Linked DNA regions of Zea mays: region 1 is linked to region 2. A link is a contact called in public Hi-C data. All regions are on one chromosome and are shown on one strand. Each heading gives the region's core, a stretch centred on a gene start, on an enhancer-like site or on the middle of the called end of the contact. The rest is flanking DNA. Distances are from core to core; before and after follow the strand shown.

Region 1 (4,562 bases), core at 1,598-4,097, 76 kb after region 2:
AACTTCTCTTTCATTTTACTAGACATTTCTTCAACCTTTGGGTTAGCACTTACTTGCCACTTCCTAATTGCCAAATAAATATTGGTGATTTTGGGAAAGAAAATGTTGGCTGTGACATAGTTAGTGCCAGATAACAACTCTGTGACATCATAGAATATCTTCAATCTATCACAAAGGTCCTTAGCAAACTGCCAATCATCTCCAGTTGGAATACAAGGAGCACGAGCAGCAAGGCGTTCAAAAACATCTTTGTACAGCAAAGCAGTGTTAAGCATTAGATAACTAGAGTTCCATCTAGTATTGCAGTCAAGAGCTATCTTTTTGTCATATTTACCCTTCATTTGCATTGCCATTTTTCTCAATTTTCTCATGTCTTTTAGGTGTGGCAGACCAAAATCCAACAATCTCTCTAATACTATCAATTCCATGTTCCATTACACTCATTCCATCTTTCACAACAAGGTTTAAAACACGGCAAGCACATCTCATATGGACTAATTTACCTTGTAACATACAAGATGAGAGGGGCAACTTGCCTTTCATAGTGTCCATTCTTTGTCTGAGGTTCTCATTGGAGGTCGAACCATATTTCTCATAACACTATCATTTATGCTACAATTATCAAGAGTTATAGTAGACAAATTCCTCTCAATATGCCAGTCAAGGAGAACATCATGAAGAAGATCAGCAATAACCTCAGCTGTATGTGGAGCTGGAACATATAGGAACCTACACAAAATAAGTTCAACATTATATAATATAAGGATATTAATTGAAGAAGTTAGGACATAAAGAACAGTAGGGTTATTACCTAATAAGAAAACTCTTTAGCTTCCAATCATCATCTATAAAGTGTGTTGTCACGGCCATGTAGCCTTTCTTTTGGTGGTTTGCTGTCCATAAATCAGAAGTAATAGCAACTCGAGAACTCAACTTCCGAAAATACTTCAACATGGATTGTTTTTGCACTTCATACATATCAAGGATATCCTTCCTAAGTGTATTCCTAGACACTACTTTGAATAATGGTTGCAATGCTGCACAAAACTTGCGAAATCCAACATGGTCCACCATAGATAAAGGGTACTCATGGATAATAGTCATTGATGCAAGCTCTTTTCTAGCTATTTCTTGATCAAAAACATATTTCTCCAAAATCACAGTCCCATCATGTGGATTTGCAGTCAATTTAAGAGACGACTATTTTATACCTTTTCTAACAGCCCTATCTGGACAAATCTCAAGATGGCCACTCAAGTGACTTGTACCATTTCTTGTGTCCCCTCCTAGATGCTTCTTACACCATTTGCATTTTGCTTTCCAAACCCCATTTAACTCAATTCTATCAAACTCTAACCAAACTTTAGATTTTAATTTTGGTCCTGGTTTCCTCTTACTACCAACAGCAACATCATCCTCTATTTTTAACACATCACCTGCTGCAGTTGCTAAATCAGATGGAGGTGCTCCTGCTGCTGCACGTGCACGGGTTCAAGGGCCCGCTGCTGCTTCTGTTTCCACTTGAGATCCAATAGCTGCTCCGGTTGTAGGAGCATGAGAACTACTAGTACCTGGAGTCGACATTTCACTTCACCCTAATATTCTGAAAAAATGCAAAAAGTTAAAGGGACCCTAAGAACTACTAGCTGCATAACTAATCTATACTAATCTATACTGCTATACTTACCTGTCACCAACAGGAGTCACTGAGGGGCCGAGGGGCGAGGCGGCGAGCGGAGGCCGGACGAGGGAGGCCAAGGTCTAAGCCGCCGGCGCCGAGGGAGAGGTTGCGGTGACTGGGTGAGGCCGTGAGGGACGAGCGCCGCCGAGCGGAGGCCGGAGGCGGAGGCAGTCAGGCGCAGGCGCGCCGCGCAGAGCCGCAGACGCGGTGAGTCGGTGACCGAGTGACACGTAGCAGGTGACGGCGTGACGCGCAGAGCCGGAGCCCGGAGACGCGGTCGCGGTCTCGCGGAGTGACGCGCAAACGCGAGGGCGGTGGCCGGTGAGGCGAAGGCGAGCGAGAGCGACTGCGTGCGTTTGTGCTTGTGCGTGGCACTGCGGCAGGCGGCAGCGTGGGTTGGTGGCCGATTGGCGGTGGGCACTACCGCTACGGTGCTAGGGTTTTCAATGTGGGGCTAGGCTGGCTAGTTTCAATTAGTGGGCTGACTCTTTACTACGGGTTTCGGGTCCCCGCAAAAAAACCCACGGGTGAAAATATAGAACCACCCCGAAACCGAATTAATCCGGGTCCCCGAAACCATGGCCCCGCGGGTAAAAATTTAAACCCGCCCCGAACACCGTCGGGTCTAAAACCGCGGGGACCCGACCCGAACCCGCCCCATTGCCAAGCCTATTCAGAGCAGCCTGCTAGAAACAAAGCTGAAACGAATATATCTATAGTGAAGAGTGAAAATATGATGGACTAACTTATTACTCAAACCAAACACCCTATTAGAGTATAGATTATAACTAGTTGAGTTGCAACCATGCATGGCCTTTTTTTTTTGCCATTGTTTCTTTAAAAAGCAGCAAAGGGCACCTAGCCCGAAGTCGGATTTTATTGCCGCATAATCTTTCTGGCGATCAAGAAAGAGAAGGGGCGAAAATGATGAGACGGAAAAAAAGGTTGGAGGGATGAAGAAAAAGAGCCGAAGGTTGAGGGGACTAGGAGGGAGGGTGGTGTGTGGAGAGATTCCCCGACAGCAAAATCTAGAGGGGAAAGCAATTCCCGTGCCCCGCCAGCCACCCTTGCTGCGGGACCCACTGGGCGAGCGTGTGGGGCCCGCGCGCCTCCCCTTCGTTCTCTTCTTTCGTTCTTCAGACAGTGTCTCCCTAGTCCCTCCCTCTCTTCCCGCTCTCCTCCTTCATCAGTCATCACACACGCCTGCGGCCTGCCTGCCTGCCTGCCTGAGTCCTGACACCATACTATACCTCCACCTCCCCGGCCCTGTCCTACTAGCCGTCAGAGGTTTGCCGCCTCCTCGCTCCTCGTCTTCATCACCCCCTCTCTCTCTCTTCCTTCGTCCTCGACCTGTGGCCACCTGTGGCGTCACGCTTTATAAGAGCACGCGGCCGGCAACCATCTCCCTTGCCACCCACAAGTAGAGAAGAATCTTTTGTTGCTGACGCCTGAGACGCTGGCACTGCCGCCGCGCCGTCTGGAGAGAAAGAGCAGAGGGACACTGAAGCAGAGGAGCCGAGGGGTAGCGACGAGAGACGAGCGAGAGCGGCCGACGGAGATGGAAGCAGGAGGAGCAGGAGCGGAGGGGGTGATGAGGGTGCTGCTGGTGGACGACTCCCCCGTCGACCGCCGCGTGGCGCAGCTGCTCCTCAGCAGCAACTCCTGCGCCGGCTCATTCCACGGTCAGCCACATCTCCTGTGAGCTGAGCTCACACAGCCACACCTCCTCCCAATTTTCTTTCTTATCGATTCTTTCGCCGTGTTTTAGAATCAAATTCTAAACAGCTCGTGTAACAATGTTTCATCCAGTCATCGCCGTCGACAGCGCCAAGAAGGCGATGGAGTTCCTCGGCCTCAAGGACGGCGGCAAGGTAACCAGAGCCGAACCACCTGCCTCTGCCTCCCTCCTCGATGCTCATTTCAGAGTCAGAGACCATCCGCCGAGCTTTGCCTGAAGGCGGATACGTACACCAGCGCAGGATTAGTAGTAGAATTAGCAAACCGATCACACAGAGAGGGTGCTCCAGCTGGAGCTGACACAGAGAGGGTGCTCAAGGACGGCGGGTACTCCAGTTGGAGCTCACACAGAGAGGGTGCATGGCAGCATGGGCTCCTGCACCACCTGCCGGCCCAGCGCCGCCGGCCGCGCCGTACCGTACGGCCCACGCGTCCGTCTGCCGTCTGCGCATGCGCGCGTGACGGCTTCTGTTCTCCGCCCCCCTTTTGGAAGCAAAAGGTCGCCGCTTTTCATGGCGGTAAAGCAAAAGAAAAAAAACCTGCCGTGCCGTCCGTCTTACGCCCACAGCCCACACTCCCACATGCTCTCACTGGCTCACTGCTGCTGCCTCTCCACAGAGCTGCGTTTTTGTTTATATAGTGCTGCTGCTGCCCTAATACTAGTGAGCTAATATAGAATGCTTTATGACAGTGTTACGGCCGCATTAGAGGCAGCGGCAGTGGTTAAATATGAGTCTTGATTTTGGCATGTCCTGTAAAAGCTCAGCACGGGATGGGGAGAGCGTAGCAGGGAACTAGGGACAGTATGGTGCCTACACTCTGGGCTCCTTTACTTTACCTTTCCTTTTCTTTTTCTTTCAGGGCTCCCTTTTTTTTACCTTAAATTTCTGTGCCTCAAACAGTTCAGTTCTTTCTTTATTTATTTATTTATTATTACCACCTTATTAAAAATGTTGAGCTAAGCCAAACTTGCGACACTTTGCAGGAGCAGGCCATCGACATGGTGCTCACGGACTACTGCATGCCAGAGATGACCGGCTACGACCTGCTCAAGGCCATCAAGGTACTTTTGCCGCTGCTGCAATGCAAGATCTGTCACCGCGGCATTTTCTGTAGGATGCGTTCGCTTAATTTCTGCATGTGT
Region 2 (4,101 bases), core at 634-3,133:
GCGAGGTAGCGGTGGGCTGGCGGTGAGGCAAGTAGCGGCGGGCGCGCGCGTGGTAGACAGGGAAAAGAAGACAGACGCGCGGGGTGAGACCGTGAGAGAGATTTAGGTTTTTAGTTAAGTTCGACGGTGTCCACGTGGCCCACGAATTTAAGTTAAGAACGTGGGTACCCACGTTCCAAATACGATAAGTTCGACGTTTTACGACGGGCTCACGAATTTAATATAAGAACGTGGGTACCCACGTTCTTAAGTTAACCCACGAACATAACTCAATTAAGAATGTCAGTACCCACGTTTTTAAATTAACCCACGAACATTTATTAGTTTCTTGTAGTGGAGCAACTCCAGTAGTTATCTAAAAGACTTCCTAAATCAATAATTTAGGTAGTTAATATAAAAACTATTCTCCAATAGTTCTCTAAATGAACTTTCTAAATTTAACAACTTGTCATCTAACCTCATTTTCTCTCTACATTTGGCAACCATTTAACAACTCCCTAAACAAAAATGTTGACTGCATTATATAGTTTTTGTGACTTATTTTTTATGTGGATAGATACAAAACAAAATTACAATCTATATTTAGAGAACTATTGGAGAACTCATATTTTTTTACTCCAAAAGTCATTTAGCAACTTCTTAAATCTGTGATTTAGAGAGCTAAAATTTACATAACTATTGGAGTTGCTCTAAGGAGGAGTTAAATTATGCTAATCAACTCTGGATCCGCCGCTAAGCGCTATAGGATGCAGCAACATAGGCACATAGCTTCATTGACACCGTACTACCGTGTCACCGTACTCCACTTAAATTGAACCTTTGAACCCACCGTATCCAGCAAAAAGATCCATCGCAAGTCCACAGCGAATGAATGGAAAAGCTGCAAAGGCGCATTAGTTATACTAGGTACATCTGGAAAAGAAAAAGGCAAGGCGGCTTTTATTAATCCGCCTCTACCTGATCGATCCGCGCGCGCGCCGAGATCAAGTGGTCGACCAAGACGCTAAAACCACCTTACTACTCGTATTTGTTTACGGTAAATCTCGGGCTATACGTAGATGACATGGAGTATGGGTCTGGGGGGTGAACGAGGTCCCGCCGCCGCATGGGCCGGCTGCTGTGCTCCTCCCGTGGGCCGTGCCGTGCCGTGCAGGTGCAGCTGGCAGTGCCTGCTGCTGCTGCTGCTGGCTGCTCCTCCACACTTCATTGATCACGCCACGCCCCTGGTCACTCGATGCGGCGATAGATCCGGAGCTGAAACAAAGGCTGCTACCCCCGAGGGAGGAATCAAAAGGCGGGGGAGCGAGTCGACCCCAAGTCAAGACCAAGACCATCGGCCATCGCAGACAAGAAAAGCTGCCGCGCTTGCTAGGAGTAGTAGTATTCCTGGTCGCGCTACTCCTGCAGCTGCAGCCTGCAGGCGTGCAGTGCAGCCGATCCCCGGTCCGACCAAACTCAGATAGCGCCGGCGGAACCCGCCCTTAAGACACTGCATCGGCTGTCGCGTCGTATCCCCCTCGCGATCCGCTCCACCACCCGGTCCGGCGACGCGCCAACCTCCGCTTCCGTGCGTGACACTTGCCAGCCACACGAGTACGTACGTACAGCATGGCATGGGGGGAGGACAGGACGTACGCTTGCCGGTCGAACGAGCTCTTCTCTTCGAAAACCGAGTTTTCCTTGGGCGGCGGCAAGCGCACGGCCGGACTACGGCCAGTGTTTCCGTGACGTTGCTGTGGTGTAATAATGTACTCTACTGTGTATCGAGTCTGGCCTGTCTGGGTGCATTGCAGGAACTTGTTTCACTACACGTAGTACACGGATCAATCGCGGTGCGCTGGGTCAGCTAGATACGTGCATCCTGGACCTGGGCTGGGCCAGCACTGGCGCGCTAACACGAGCGCACGCCCGCACACTGCAGTACCGGAGTGCCGGCAACGTCGTATAGTACTGCGCACCGCTTCATTTATCCCCCGCGGCCGGCTGCACAGCAGCAGACTCCTTTTTTTTTTCTTCTTCTTCAGAGGATCCCGCAAAATATCGCCAAAATGAAGACGCCTGATCTCTTTGAAAAGGATTGCAGGAGGCGCTGCCACTCTGGCAGGTAGATCTGGTGGAGCCCGCCCGCCCGCAAATCTGGGGCCACCGGCGACAGAGTTCACGCTAGTACTGTAGACCGGGGCAGGCAGGCAGGCAGGCGGCAGGACAAGGCGAACATTACAAAGCCACCGCGCCCCACAGTAGTAGTGGTGGAGTACCCGTGCCTGCCCGCAGATCCCCGGATCCTCCTCGGGGATCCGGCGACCCGGACGCGCCAACCGACCGCCACTCGTACGTACGCTGGTCGCGGGGCGGATCTCTCCCACACCGACGCCGCGTCGTACTCGTACCGCAGGATCCCGGGGAGTCAATGCCCCACCCCCCTCCGTTTTCGGCGCTTCAATGCGCGCGCGGGCGTGAGGGCCTAGCTACTAGCCTGGGACTCGGGAGGATCGGATCGGATCGGATCGGACGGACGGCAGGGCTACGGGGGGGATCCGGCGCCGCTCCTCGCGGTCGGGTCGTGGAACGCACGGCCGGCGCGGCGCGACGTACGCGTACGTGGCCCGAGGTTGATGCGATCCCGGGAGGGGGGAGAGCCGTGCGTGCTTTTGTGCTTCGGATCGGGGCGACTGGTGAAACTGAAACCCACGCGCGCGGGGAGAGCCGGACGGACAGGCTGGTCAAGGGGCCGGCCGCGGTACGGCGGGGTGCCTTCTTTTTCATGGCAGCAGCGGCGGCAGCACGGGGCACTCCTATCCGGACGACGCACGGCGCGCTACTTCGCCTTCGTCGGGTCTAAACGACGCTGTACGAGCAATGCCAGTAGAAGACTAGTATCTCGGAGTAGAAAATCGCCTGTCCCTTGTTTGACGTGTTTTTCCTCATTTCTGGAAGGCCGGGATGAGTAGCGCGAGAGTCGCGACGACCAGCAAGGACACCCACCATACCAGGCCAACCTGGGACTGAGCCCCGTCCCCGTGACGTGAGAGAGAAAAGAAAGAAACCTCGGCAGCGGTGGGGTTGGGTGGGTGTCGCTGCGCTGGCCGCTGGTGGGGTGGTGGGTCTAGCGAGACGGCGATGAGATGAGCGAATCCACGAGACACAAAAGACCCGTCGAGCAGAGGACGCGTGGCCTCTGCCCTGCTCTGCTCTGCTCGGACCACGACCACGACCATCCATCCACTCCGTTCCATCGAGGATCTTGCCGAGATCTGCCCGTGTTTATTAAGCCCCACCCCCGATACACACCCGATCGATCGCCCGTCCCCCACACAGATTTGGGTTTTGTCCGCTCCAGATCCTCCCGTCCCGTCCTCACCAGAGTCTCCTGCGTGCTGCCGTCTCGCCGAGGCCGCGGGGAGGCGACGCGAGCAGTTAGTCTGTCCCCGCCTGGACTGACTCCGACCGCTACTCGTAAGCACGGCTCATTAAGATTTGTTTGACGTCGTATTAGGGGCCTCCGCATGGCATGGAACACACCAAGCTGAGGAGACCTGCCGGCTCGGGTCCCTGCGCTGCGCCGCGCGTACTACCAGCAGTAGTAGTACACATCGTTGCTATCATCGGATCTCTCGCCCGGTCACCCCCCCTCTGTAGATACGGCAGGTCCTGGTCATGCGATGCGTATCAGGAGTACGCGTCCACTTCCTTCCACAGAGGTCCACTCTCTATCTGTTTGCGCCAGTGGACGAAGCAGGGGGAGAGTACGTGGAACACTGCACATACACCCAGCCCGTCAGTTTGGGTTTGGGAGGCGTGTGACCCATGCATCCCTGCTGCATCACTATGCTCTGTGCTGCCGATGCTGCTACATAGATAGAACGTTACGTACATACATATCCCTCGTTTCTCTTTTCATTTAACCTGTCGAGCACCAAAATGAGGTGCGGACGGTCCGCGGTCCGGACGGTCCGCGCCTGTGGGCCGGACGGTCCGCGCACGCGCAGAATAGATTAGGGTTCCGAGTTTTGTGCTATGTTTGTTAGCTATATCCGCGGAATTAGCTCGGAATCCGGTCGTGTAAAGGGTCCAGCCCCCCTCCTCTATAAAAAGAGAGGC

The links. Hi-C and Micro-C count contacts between places; a contact is called where the count stands out from the background.
Region 1: a contact with region 2 is called in a Hi-C map of bundle sheath, with 3 times the contacts expected there. The contact joins the promoter of LOC100217235 here to the enhancer-like site in region 2. A contact is called at or near these places in 8 of 25 Hi-C or Micro-C datasets (bundle sheath, ear, endosperm and 2 more) and 1 of 3 datasets of contacts at active chromatin or transcription factors (leaf).

What each region holds. Positions count from the first base shown.
Region 1 is chr2:49,241,817-49,246,378 of Zm-B73-REFERENCE-NAM-5.0, forward strand. It overlaps LOC100217235 (RR1-Corn type-A response regulator), which reads left to right and starts at 2,848. Exons shown (of 6, transcript NM_001143590.1): 1 at 2,848-3,363; 2 at 3,491-3,552; 3 at 4,404-4,481. The coding sequence starts at 3,240.
Region 2 is chr2:49,166,523-49,170,623 of Zm-B73-REFERENCE-NAM-5.0, forward strand. No RefSeq gene overlaps it. Among protein-coding and RNA genes, the nearest start is that of LOC103646416, 9.9 kb to the right of the region's middle. Within about 2 kb of position 1,884, at least 20 of the 20 cell types and tissues checked have an H3K27ac peak or open chromatin away from gene starts, as enhancers often do. A contact at or near this core is called in bundle sheath, ear, endosperm and 2 more, where this site is marked.